Linked DNA regions of Sus scrofa: region 1 is linked to region 2. A link is a contact called in public HiChIP or PLAC-seq data. All regions are on one chromosome and are shown on one strand. The core of a region is the stretch at or near the end of the contact, and the rest is flanking DNA. Distances in the headings are between cores, read along the strand shown. Region 1 holds the start of BDP1 (transcription factor TFIIIB component B'' homolog). Region 2 holds the start of CCNB1 (cyclin B1).

Region 1 (6,729 bases), core at 3,281-5,780, 460 kb after region 2:
AGCAAAGAATGGCCTTGAATGGTGTTCCTGGATCTGACGACAAGGAGGAAGCTAAGAGGTAAACACTTAAGGTCTTAAGAATATTATTATACTAGTTAAGGTGTTCACTACCTATAAATACCAGATCTCTTCAAACAGGCATTCCAGTTGTCTGTCTATATGGGCCAGTATTTCAAAATAAGTTCTGGCTTTTGAGAAGTGTGGGTGGAGAGTGAAAGATACATCACAGACCACATCTCACACAAGTTGGCCCACGATAATTCAATTGTTAAGCAAGCGAAGACAGATGCTACTAAAACATTACCTGCAAGGGCCAAACAAAAGAACGAGGGAAGAGACTCAGAATTCCTGGTCCTCATTAGGCCTCTCGACTTTTTAAGTATTAAGCACCAGCTATAAGTCACCTCCAAAATAAGACCCCTCCCAGGGCTGCCATCTCCAGGGAGGTGCTCCTTGCTGTGTAAACTTGTATCGGAGGGGCAGATACCTGTCCGACCTTTCAGGCTGGACCGGAGCCAACCTTCCCTCTCTCCCATCTCACTGCAAACCGGGTCCCCACTGCGCCGGACAGAACGGGTTTCACCAGCCGGCCCCCGCCTCCCGCCCGCTGGGCCTCTGCGCTAGACTTCCTAGCCCGACGCTCCCTGCGGCTTCCTCTACCGGTCTGCACACTCACGGGCCATGCTGACCACTGAGCTTGGAAGAGAGCTACTTAGAAAAACAACGACTTCGCACGCTCAGCAGCCGTGCCCACTGGTAGATCTGAGAGACAGAGCCCGCGGCGGCGGGATACTCCTGAGAGAGGTCGACCGCCCCGCCCACCAAGCCCAGACAGCAGCCGGCTTGGCCGGAGAGGGACTGCGCCTGCGCGGCCGCTGGCGGCGGGGCGGGGGTGCGGTGCGTGGGTGCGGGGCGGTGCGGTCCCTGGCGCGGGCCGCGGATCCGCCGCAGCGGAGAGTAGTGTGCTGCCAGGGTCGTTCCGCCGTGCAAGTTTGGTAGAGTTCAGAAAGCGGGCCTGTGTCTGAGAGAGGGATAGGCGTGTGTGGACTTTCCTCTCTGCGTACAGCGAACTGGGGCTTGACCAGCCCCCATTTTTGGGGTAGCGACATTAAAAGTTAGAATATCTAGGAGTTCCCGCTGTGGCGTAGCGGGTTAAGGAGCCCGTGTTGTGTCTGCAGCGGAAGGGGTTGGATCCTCTATTCCGCAGCAGTGGGTTAAGAATCTGGAAACAAATGTGGCATAGGTCTCGACTGCGGCTCAAATTTGCCGCTGGTCCAAGAACTTCCATATGTCCTGGGCGATCTTTCATCACGTTTCAGAGGGGAGAAAGAGAGGAAGGGGACAGAATAGATAGATTGAATGTTAGCTCTGCGAAAGGTGGTATTGGCCCCTTACTTCTTTATTCACCCATCAAGCTTGCAAGGTGGTCTTAATTGTTCTCGTTTTTTTGGAAGAAGCAACTGAGACTGAGACCAGAAGCGACAGATCTACTAGGCAGGGAGCAGTGCAGTGAGGCAGAAGTGAGATTCAAGTTGAAAACAGACTCTCTCAAGTCTGTTCATTTCCTATTTTATCCCAATGCTTTGTCAGGGTGGACAGTACTTTGGGAGTTCCGTGGCTCTGTGCTTGGGTTGTGTGATGGGGAAAGAATGGAAGGGAATGTAGTATTACCAGGAATTCAGAATAGCCTAGAATTACCTTAAACCTACTGAAAAGCGGTGGAGCATCTGTCATGGCTAGATGCAGACATGTAAAGATGCTTGGTATTTATTATCTTCATCTATTCTGTTAATTGTTACAAACTGAAAAATGGGTAGAGTTAGTCTGGACACCCTAAAATTATCCTATTTTGTAAGGCTTTTAATTTGTTGGTTATTATTTTTTTCATTTTTTATTTTTTGTCTTATGAAAGTTCCCAGGCTAGGGGTTGAATCAGAGCTGTAGCTGCCTGCCTAGGCCAGAGCCACAGCAACACAGGATCTGAGCTGCGTCTGCAACCTACACCACATCTCACGGCAATGCCGATCCTTAACCCACTGAGCGAGGCCAGGGATCAAACCCTCGTCCTCATGGATACCAGTCGGATTCTTTTCTGCTGTGCCATAACAGGAACTCCTTCCTTGTGTACTTTTTTTTTTTTTTTTTTTATGGCGGTTCCCAGGCTAGGGGTCCAATCAGAGATACAGGTTCTGGCCTACGCCCTGGCCACAGTGACTTGGAATCCGAGTGGCATCTGTGACCTCTGACCCTGAACCCGGCATCCTCATGGATGCTAGTTGGGTTGCTAACCTCTGAGCCATGATGGGAACTCCTGTACTTTTTAATGTGGCTGTAATACCTGCTCAAAAATTACTATAGTTAGGAGTTCCCATTGTGGTGCAGCGGAAACGAATTTGCCTAGGAACCATGAGGTTGCGGGTTCAATCCCTGGCCTCACTCAGTGGGTTAAGGATTCAGTGTTGCCATGAGCTGTGGTGTAGGCTGCAGACACAGCTTGGATCCCTCCTTGCTGTGACTGTAGTGTAGGCCAGCAGCTGTAGGTCCAATTCGACCCCTAGCCAGGAACCTCCATATGCTGTAAATGAGGCCCTAAAAAGAAAAAAAAATTATTATAGTTGAGACTTTATAAGTTAATGCGAGCATTTTTAATCTGCTTCAGGAAGGAGCAGTAGGGCAATAAACAAGGCATTCTGAAGAGAAGAGGAAGATTCAACAAATGAACAAGACAATATAAGAATTTTTAAATACAATGACACAAATTTAGAGGGTAATATGACAGAAATTAATGAGAGGTTGGCTTACATTATGTAGGGTAGTACAGGAACTCCTCTAAAATTAGAAGGAAAATGTCTGGAGATGAAACTGGCTCTATGGATTATGGGCCAGTGTTTGAACCTGCAATACAAGTCCCCTGACTCATGGAAAACAGAAGCCTGACTTCCTTTTTGGAAGGAGAAGAAAATTCTACAAGAACACCTGTTACATTAATAACAAAATGCCTGGGGAATAAAACCTTGAACTGATTGAAAAGATTGCTAGGTCATCTAGAAAGAGAGACAATTTTAGATGTTTTTGAGAATAGGAAGGCAAGAGTGAAAGCATAGAGAAGAGAAGGCTATACTGTAGGCTCCCTCCGGCACTCTGAACAGCGACTTCAAACACACCTAAAGAAGCTCAAGAACTTGACAAAAATAATTCCTGCCAAAAATATCTCAGGAATATTAGAGTTACTGCCAGAACCAAACAGCTCTGTACAGCATATTCTGGTATAAACAGAAGGCACTGGCCTTTCTTACCCAAGAGTCTATGGCAGTCCCAGTTCTGCAGGTAAAAAAGTAAGTAATAACTGAGATTAAATCTCCTGTTTGTAAAGGGATGGAAACAGAGTCAGATTTAATTTTACTATTAAATATATAAAATCATAAGATTTTTGATACACATCCAAGTTTGTAAAGTCTTAAGAGTGTCATAGTAATTTTAAGTCTCTAGTTATCTCTGGCAGACACGCTCAACTTTTTTTTTTCCCCCTTAGGGCAGCACCTGTGGCATATGGAAGGCACACTGAAGCTGCCAGCCTACTGAAGCTGCCCACCTACTGCCACTGCTGGATCCAGCCGCATCTGCTTCCTAGGCAGCAGCTTGCAGGATCCTTAACTCACAGAGCTAGGCTAGGGAAGGAACCAGCCTCCCAATGGATACTAGTGGGGTTCGTTCTATTTGTTTGTTTATTTATTTATTTATCTTTGTAGTTCACAAATTTTCCTTATTTTTAATTTTTTTCATTTATAGTGATTTTTATTTTTTCCATTATAGCTGGTTTACACTGTTCTGTCAATTTTCTACTGTACAGCAAGTTGACCCGGTTACACATACATGTATACATTCTTTTTTCTCACATCATCGTGCTCCATCATAAGTGACTAGACATAGTTACTGCTGAGGTTCTTAACCCGTGGAGCCACAACAAGAACTCCTCAATTTAGAATTTTTAAGGCTGGAGTTCCCATCGTGGCGCAGTGGTTAACGAATCCGACTAGGAACCATGAGGTTGAGGGTTCGGTCCCTGCCCCTGCTCAGTGGGTTAACGATCCAGCGTTGCCATGAGCTGTGGTGTGGGTTGCAGACGCGGCTCGGATCCAGCGTTGCTGTGGCTCTGGTGTAGGCTGGTGGCTGCAGCTCCGATTCAGCCCCTAGCCTGGGAACCTCCATATGCCGCGGGAGCGGCCCAAGAAATAGCAAAAAAAAAAAAAAAAAGAATTTTTAAGGCTTAGAGACGTGCTGATGAGCAGGCAGTGCTCTACAGAATCCTCTACAAACAAAAACGGCCAGCGACTTTAAGAGTTTTGTAAAAGTCTGAGCTGATAGATTGACTACCTCTTCTTTTGAACAATTCCTAAGGAGAGCGAAGAGCACGCCAGCGCTGCTTCTCATTTCCCGTTCTCAGATAACCCAGGCTCCAGAGCTTGACAGTTACCATGGCTCCGGGCGCTCTACGTCTTACGCCATCCGGCGGCGTTGGGTGATGACGCAGTCAGTTCCGGCGCCCTCCGAGGGCGGGGATTCAAGGTGCTGAGGGAAACTTGGCAATTAGTGTAGTAGGGTCATGAAGAAGAGGCGGCGGCGGGAGATCCGAGGCGGCGGCGGGAGCGTGAAACTGCGGTAGCTGTCTGTTCGGCTGGTAGTGTGGCTCTGTGGCAAGAGCGTAGTTCTTAAACTCCTCTCTGGGCAGCAGCCGGGGCTCGGGGCTGAGAGCGGCCGTGGGGCCGCCTCCCCGGGCCCCCTGGCTCCGCCATGTTCCGCAGGGCACGCCTTAGCGTGAAGCCGAATGTCAGGCCTGGAGCGGGCGCCAGGGGCTCCACTGCCCCCAATCCCCAGCGTGAACAAGAGGCTCCCAGGCCGCCAGAGCCTGCCGCGGCCTCTGTCCCGAAGCCAGCGGAACCTACAGATGTGCCTCCGGTGGATTCTGGGGAGGCAGAACCTCAAGAAAAGACTCCCAAGAGCAGGTAAGGACTTGCAGAGGCAGCGTTTTCGTCTACTCCTCCCTTGTCGTGTCACCTGGAAGCGGAGTAAAGAAACTTTATGAATAAGTACTCTTTCGCTTGCACTAAGCCTGGCAGTTGAGACCGCCGAACACACTGCAAACTGCAGTTGGTCACTCTGACCACACGGTGTGGGAAGCGTGGATTTTGTTACCGAGTATAGATTCTTTGAGACGGGACCATGTCTTAAAGCGGTGGCGGGAGGAATCCGCACATAACAGTTATGAGGTGAAGAATATCCACATGTAGTCATTGGAGCGTTTAGATCACCACGGTTTTCATTCTTTTGGAATACTTTGCTGGTGTAAGTTTTTAAAAAAATATTAAAAACAATTATTCTTAAAAGAAGAGGAGTGTTACTTGATTCTACATTATGTCAACGGAAAGGAAGTCTGGTTATTTGTTTTAATTTGAGGCTGTGGCCCTTTAGCTATAGTGACCATGTTTTCTGAACAGAAAAGCATGTGTCATGTACTACATTTGGATTCAGAATTCTTCTCCTTAACAATTCATGGATTTCGCCCAGGCAGAGTTTTTTCATATGCAAAATGTGGATAACATAACCTGCTTTGGAGAGTTATTGTAAAAATTAAAGATAACTGATATAAACTGTCTTGCATAGAACATGGCAGAATAGTTACCTACCTTTAGGTGTTTAAAGGTGATGGAACAAAGTAATTAAAGTTAAGACATGTTGAGTTACTAATGGTCTCTGATTTTTTTTTTTTTTTTTTTTTTAGGGCCACCCCTGCCGCATTTGGAAGTTCCCAGGCTAGGGACTAAATTGGAGCTGTAGCTGCCAGGCTACACCACAGACACAGCAACCCGGATCCAAGCCACATCTGTGACCTACACCACAGCTCATGGCAACACTGGATCCTTAACCCACTGAGCAAGGCCAGGGATCCTGCATCCTCATGGATACTAGTCAGGTTCGAAACCCATGGAGCCACAATGGGAACTCCCTGATCTCTGTTTTTATACTCTAAATATGAGGAAACCAAGGAAAACCAACCCCATTAAATGACAGTGAGATGGCATAAATTTTTTTTCTATTGTGATAGGAAGGTGACGATTTTACTCCTTTCTTTTTTGGTTTGATTTTTTCTGTTGGCCTTAATTGGTGCTGGGTATAGAATGTTATTTTGATAGCTTAGTGATGCTTAGTAATTTCCAAGTTTCTTACAAGAATTTATTTCACAATTTCTCCCAATAATGGACTACAAATACCAGTTACTGTTAAAGTAATAAAGTTTACAGAGATTCTGTTAACTACATGTGAATGCATGATTATCGATAATATAAGTGTAGTCTTGAGACATTTAAGATTAAGGGTATTGCTTTCATAGAGTAGACATTTAGTAAATATACTTTGTTTTTTATCCTTTTTTAAGTGGGTCTTTACTTTTTTTTTTTTTTTTTTTTTTTTTTTGCTATTTCTTGGGCCGCTCCCGAGGCATATGGAGGTTCCCAGGCTAGGGGTCTAATCAGAGCTGTAGCTGCCAGCCTATGCCAGAGCCACAGCAACGCAGGATCCGAGCCGTGTCTGCAACCTACGCAGGATCCGAGCCGTGTCTGCAACCTACACCACAGCTCACGGCAAAGGCAGATCATTAACCCACTGAGCAAGGGCAGGGATCGAACCCGCAACCTCATGGTTCCTAGTCGGATTCGTTAACCACTGCGCCAC
Region 2 (6,287 bases), core at 901-3,400:
GCCACCCATGAGAAAAAATGTTCCCCAGTTGAGAACTGCCATGTTAAAAGAATTTCCTATGGTGAGGATAGGGTATTCACTTAGGTCTGCTAAAGGCCTGGTATCCTAGAGTCATTCATTCAAAGTACGTGGTTTTTGGCTCAGCAGAAACAAACCTGACTAGTATCCATGAGGATGCAGATTCAATCCCTGGCCCCCCTCAGTGGGCTAAAGGATCCAACCTTGCCATGAGCTGTGGTGTAGGTTGGAGACTTGGTTTGGATCTGAGGTTGCTGTGGCTGTAGCAGTGGCATAGGCTGGCAGCTGCAGCTCCGATTTGATCCCTAGCCTGGAAACTTCCATATGGCACGATTGCGGCCCTAAAAAGAAAAAAAATGTATGTGCTTTCTCAGCTTCAGCTAGCTGGAGAGAGCCCATGGCAATGGGAAAACAATGTTAGCATTTCCTAAGCAAGTGCTGCTGTGAGGGGAGGTGAAATCGAAGGGAACTTGATGAGGAGCATGGTTTTAAAGTGTCTTCTCACAGACACTTTAGTTGTAAGAAAAAAGCAAACAACTAAGTGTACAGTGCCAAAACCAGGTAAAAGCTTAGCCAAGTGATCAAAATTAATCTCCCTTATGGGGAACAGGTGAACACCACATGTTTGCAAAGTTGATCCCCTTAGAATATGATGTCACCTCCACGGCATAATAGCCAAAAATGCATAACCTCGGTGTAAATCACAGGAACCATTAGACAAACACAAAAATAAGAAAGTTCTATTTCCTAAAAAGTGGCAGGGAGTACTGCACTCTTCAAAACCATCAGTGTTCAAAAAACAAAAAAAAAAAAAAAAAAAAAAACAAAGACAAAGGAAAGCTGTGGGAACTGTTCCAGACTAAAGGAGGCTACATGCAACACTGACCCTAGCTGGATCTTGTACTGGAGGAAAGAAAGTGCTAGAAACTGCTCAAGCGACAAAATTAGAATACAAACTAGATTGAATAAAATGTTATAGTAAATTTACGCAGTTGCTAATTCTATTGTGATTACATTAAGAGAATATGCTTTTTTCCTTAGGAAATACACACTAAAAATTTAACAGATAAGGAGCCATGATATATATAACTTACCCTCAAATATTTAAGTGGTTTTTTGTTTGTTTGTTTGTTTGTTTTTTTAAGGGCCGCACGTGCAGCATATGTAAGTTCCCAGGCTAGGGGTTGAATCAAAGTCACATCTGCAGCCCACACCAGAGCTCAGGGCAACTGAGCAAGGTCAGGGATGGAAACTGAATCCTCATGGATACCAGTCAGGTTTGTTACTGCTGAGCCACAACAGGTATTTCCAAGAAAAAAAATTTATATACAGTTATACATAGATCTATATATAAGATTAAGTAAACCATAAAACAAATGGGGTAAAAATGTTAAGGATATTTGAATCTGGATAAAGGCTCTATGTGTGTTCCTTGTTACATTTTTGTCTGAAACTTTTGTAAGTTTGAAATTATTTTCAAGTAAAAAACTAAAAGAAAAAGATTGGCTTTGGGAAACAACTTGATTGAAGTAATCTGGCAGGTTAAGAGGCAGCCTGGCTTGCAAAATTAAGAGACAATTAGTGTGTGGAAACCTCATGGATCCAAAGAAAGTGAAGTTCAATCCCGTGTTACTAATTTGTGATCCTGGGAGTCACCCAAAGCATCTCGGAGCCTCCTTTTTATCCCAGAGTGCTGTTGGAATGAACAAACGAAAAAAGAATGTATATATAAAAGTATTTCCTGCTACAAGCCACTCTAGGAGAGGAAAGTGTGTTTAACAAGTAGGACTAAAGCCATAACTGCCCCTCACGTCAAACAAGGAGCTCCACTCTTCCTTTCCCAAGGCCGCTGTGACTTGTCTCAGCTAACTTTAGTCGCTTACAAGTTCACTGCTCCAGGTGTGGGGCAAAGAGAACCCTCCCTTCATCAGGTGGCAGTAGCGGCTGCCCCAGGGCGCAGGCGCCGAGTCAGACCACGTGACGGCCTGGCCCCGCCCCCGCCCGAACTTCTTCGCGGGATCGCCTTGGAAACGCATTTTCGGAGGAACTGGCCGCCGCCAATGGGAAGTGAGCGAGTGCCACGAACAGGCCAATAAGGAGGGAGCGGTGCGGGGTTTAAACCCGAGGCGGGGCCGGATTCCTCCCGGCGTGCTGCGGAGGAACGGCTGTTAGCTAGTGGTGGCTTCAAGGTCCCCGGCTGGTCGGGGCTCCAGTGCTCTGCTTCTCCCCTCTGAGCTGCTGCCTGGCCTGGTACAGAGGAAGTCATGGCGCTCCGGATCACCAGGGTGAGCTGCTGCGGTTGGTGAACAAACGCGGCTCTCCTGACTCCTGGGTCTCCTCTCCCTGTTTCCCCTGCTGGAGTTCCCCCACGGTGGGAGCGAATTTGGAGAGGAGGAAGGCGGTCGGTGGGCCCCTAACATACTGGGAGAGTTTGGGGGGCAGACGGACGGAGAGAGAAAGGTGCAAAAGAGAAGCGGATGGGCCTTGGACTAATTGGGGGGAGGGGGCAGATGGAGGGTAGACCGGAAACCTTTTGTAAAAGGTGTTGGAGGACCCGAGTGGGCTCCCACCAATTGCGCAATCTTCTTCCCTGAGGGAAAGGGAAGGTGCCTGCAATTGAAGGCTTTTTCGATTTCCATGGTATTTTAGGTCCGGCGGGGACTGAGCACGTAATCCCTCAATAGGTGAACGGAGAGGTTCCAGGAGAAAACTGACTTGTCATAAGCTTAGCGTAGACCCTGGAACCCCGGTTTCCCCTGGGAACCCATTCACAGTCGGCTTTCCTTCTGAGGGCCGCAGTTTTTTTTGTTGTTTTTTTTTTTTGCCCCGCTTTAACCCTTGACTTATTTTAACGTGGCGGGGCCAACTCCCAGACTCGTCTTGCTTCTTACAGAACACGAAAATTAATGCTGAAAATAAGGCGAAGATCAGTATGGCAGGCGCAAAGCGCGTGCCTGTGGCCTCTGCTGCAACCTCTAAGCCCGGACTGAGGCCAAGAACTGCTCTTGGAGACATCGGTAACAAAGTCAGTGAACAGCCACAGGCCAAACTGCCTCTGAAAAAGGTAACTATGCTGATTCAACTATTCTGTGAGTGTCTCCCTTCCAGCTGTGGCTCTTGGTGGAGAAACAATCCATTCTCTCCTTTTCATCCACAGGAAGCAAAAACTTTAGCTGCTGGAAAAGTTGTTGCTAAAAAACTACCGAAACCTCTGGAAAAGGCTCCTGTACCTGTATTAGAGCCCCAGCCAGAGAGGGAGCCCGAGCCTGAACTGGAGCCTGAACCAGAACCTGAGCCTGTTAAAGGAGAGAAACTTTCCCCTGAACCTATTTTGGTAAACTTTCTGGACCATTTTAGAGTCTGTTGATTGTTTGTTTCCTTTCATTTTATTCAAGTATGGAATAGCATTTGAACAAATAGTAGTAATAGTAACATTTATATAGTACTTAACAGGAAGTAGGTTCTGCTAAGCACTGTACATGCATTAGCTCACGTTAATAGTATACTCAGCACTGGTATTCTTCTAGTCACATCTAGTCAATGACAGAATTGGGTTCAAACCCAGCCTATCTGGCTTCAGAAACTGTGCTTTTAATTGCTTTGTTTTACTACCCCTCCTTTGTTTACGGTATTGAGTGGTAGCTGCAGGGACCAAAGATTTTGCTGTCTTTAAGGTACCAGTCATCTCTGACCAGAATATGTTGACTGAAGCACAGATTGTTCTCTTTAAGTCCTTTTTGTTTACTCCCTAATGTGGCCACCAAATAATAATAAGCCAACACCGAAATATATAAATGTGTAAAGCAGAAAATGTAGCTCTTCAGAGAGCAGGGTAAGAAGATGGCTTAACACTTGGCCTCAACACCAAGAACTTTTTATTAAATATCAGATATTAAATGTATCTTCTTCTGTGAGGGAAAAATATTTCATCTAGAAGAGGCTGCTTGGCTGAAATTGCAATGAATTGCATTCTTAAGTACTAATTTTTAATATCTCCTTAAAGCTGGTTGGGAAATGGTCTGTTAAAGTCATTCAGCCTCATTGTATGTCTAAGGGAAGGGGATGTGACTGAGGCTGTGGATTTAATATTGACCTTCTGGACACAGCACAGAAAACTGTAGCATGCACAGTCTTTGTTTTATGGGATTTTTTTTGTGGTTTTCATTTGTTCCTTTTTTTTTTCCCCCACTCTTTAATTGACCATACCTCATGACCTGAGCTTTCATTTAAAAGTCCCATAGTGATTCTAACCTTTGCTTCCCCACTTACAAGAATACTTTTCCCACCCTCTTTCATGTAACTGATAACCTTTTCATCCTTCATAACAGCTCAAGCATCAACACCCAAAGCTTTCTTTAACTTCCCCCATCCCCATCTTAACTTCCCCCACCCTACTCTTGTTCCCAGAATCAGTCTCTTTACTTCATTTACTTCTTTGTTTTGTTTTTTGTTTTTTGTCTTTTGTCTTTTTGCCATTTCTTGGGCCACTCCCGCGGCATATGGAAGTTCCCAGGCTAGGGGTCTAATCGGAGCTGAAGCCACTGGCCTACACCAGGGCCACAGCAACGCTGGATCTGAGCCGCATCTGCAACCTACACCACAGCTCACAGCAACACCGGATCGTTAACCCACTGAGCAAGGGCAGGGATCGAACCCTCAACCTCATGGTTCCTAGTCAGATTCGTTAACCACTGAGCCTCGACGGGAACTCCCATTTACTTTTTCTAAATTCAAAGCTTCTTGAGGACATCATAAAGCCAGTGTCTAGCACAGGGCTTGATTTGAAGAAAGTGCTCAGTCAATGTTTGGACCACAGGGTAACTGGAGCTTGAGGAAAATGGTTTGTGATAACAAGTCAGTTAATCCTTAGTAGTCAGAACAGAACTTGTGTTCTTTTGGGCAGTGGGAAACAGTCCATAATTTGAAATAAAGACTAAGGATTAACATATTCACTTGGATTAACTTCACATGACATCGCTAAACAGATCCATTACTTACCAGTTTTATTTGGAGGAAAGTCTTGAATATGAATTTGCTTCCTCTCTGTTGTAACTGTTTAGCTGCTGCCTCTAAATTGGCTCAGCCTAAGTTGGCATTTTACTTTTCCTATTATTTCCTGAAGATACACTGAATAAATTTGAAAAGCTAAATGAATTGTATATCTATTCAGCAGGTAGTCTTTTGAGTTGGTACCAGTTATCTGACCTTTATTCGCAGACCGTGTGCTCTTCTTAACTGTTGTTTCAAAATCTGTTTCAGGTTGATACTCCCTCTCCAAGCCCCATGGAAACATCTGGCTGTGCCCCTGCAGAAGAATATTTGTGTCAGGCTTTCTCTGATGTAATTCTTGCAGTGAATGATGTGGATGCAGAAGATGGAGGGGATCCAAACCTTTGTAGTGAATATGTGAAAGATATCTATGATTATCTGAGACAACTTGAGGTCAGTATAGTAGTACAGAATCTTTGTTTTTTGTCTAAGCTGCATCTAGCTTTATCAAAGAGATACTCCATTAACAGTTTAAGCATTTCTAGGCATTCCCATTGTGGCTCAGTGGTTAACGAATCCGACTAGGAACGATGAGGTTGCGGGTTCCATCCCTGGCCTTGCCCAGTGGGTTGGGAATTGCATTGCCATGAGCTATGGTGTAGGTCGAAGATTCGGCTCAGATCCCGCTGCTGTGACTGTGGTGTAGGCTGGCAGCTACAGCTCCAGTTCGACCCCTATCCTGGGAACCTCCATATGCCACAGGTACAGCCCTAAAAAGACAAAAGACAAAAAAAAAAAAAAAAAAACCATTTAATCATTTCTTTTGTTGTTGTTGTTGTTGTTGTTGTTGTTGCTATTTCTTGGGCCGCTCCCGCGGCATATGGAGGTTCCCAGGCTAGGGGTTGAATCCGAGCTGTAGCCACCGGCCTACGCCAGAGCCACAGCAACGCGGGATCCGAGCCGCGTCTGCAACCTACACCACAGCTCACGGCAACGCCGCATCATTAACCCACTGAGCAAGGGCAGGGACTGAACCCGCAACCTCATGGTTCCTAGTTGGATTCGTTAACCACTGCACCACGACGGGAACTCCCCGTGTAATCATTTCTTAAAAGTAGGTTCCACTTTTAAATTCTTAATGAAACACCAAAAATAAACAAGCTGGTGATCAGGGAAAGTTCAAGTGAGTGGGTAATACCATGCTTTAATTTTTTGTCTCTTTCTTTCTTTCTTTTGTTTTTTTTTGGGCTGCACCCCATTTTGATCAGGGAAAGTTCAAG

The links. HiChIP or PLAC-seq counts read pairs in DNA pulled down with a chosen protein or histone mark.
Region 1: a contact with region 2 is called in an H3K27ac HiChIP or PLAC-seq map of skeletal muscle, with 4 times the contacts expected there. The contact joins the promoter of BDP1 here to the promoter of CCNB1 in region 2. A contact is called at or near these places in 2 of 5 promoter capture datasets (fetal liver and liver), 1 of 47 Hi-C or Micro-C datasets (skeletal muscle) and 1 of 2 datasets of contacts at active chromatin or transcription factors (skeletal muscle).

The regions. Positions count from the first base shown.
Region 1 is chr16:47,796,743-47,803,471 of Sscrofa11.1, forward strand. It overlaps BDP1 (transcription factor TFIIIB component B'' homolog), which reads left to right and starts at 4,531. Exons shown (of 38, transcript XR_002339791.1): 1 at 4,531-5,003. It overlaps LOC100517502 (small EDRK-rich factor 1), which reads right to left and starts at 837. Exons shown (of 3, transcript XM_003134027.5): 1 at 677-837. The coding sequence starts at 683.
Region 2 is chr16:47,336,089-47,342,375 of Sscrofa11.1, forward strand. CCNB1 (cyclin B1) reads left to right here and starts at 2,151. Exons shown (of 9, transcript NM_001170768.1): 1 at 2,151-2,303; 2 at 2,912-3,082; 3 at 3,176-3,352; 4 at 5,278-5,460. The coding sequence starts at 2,283.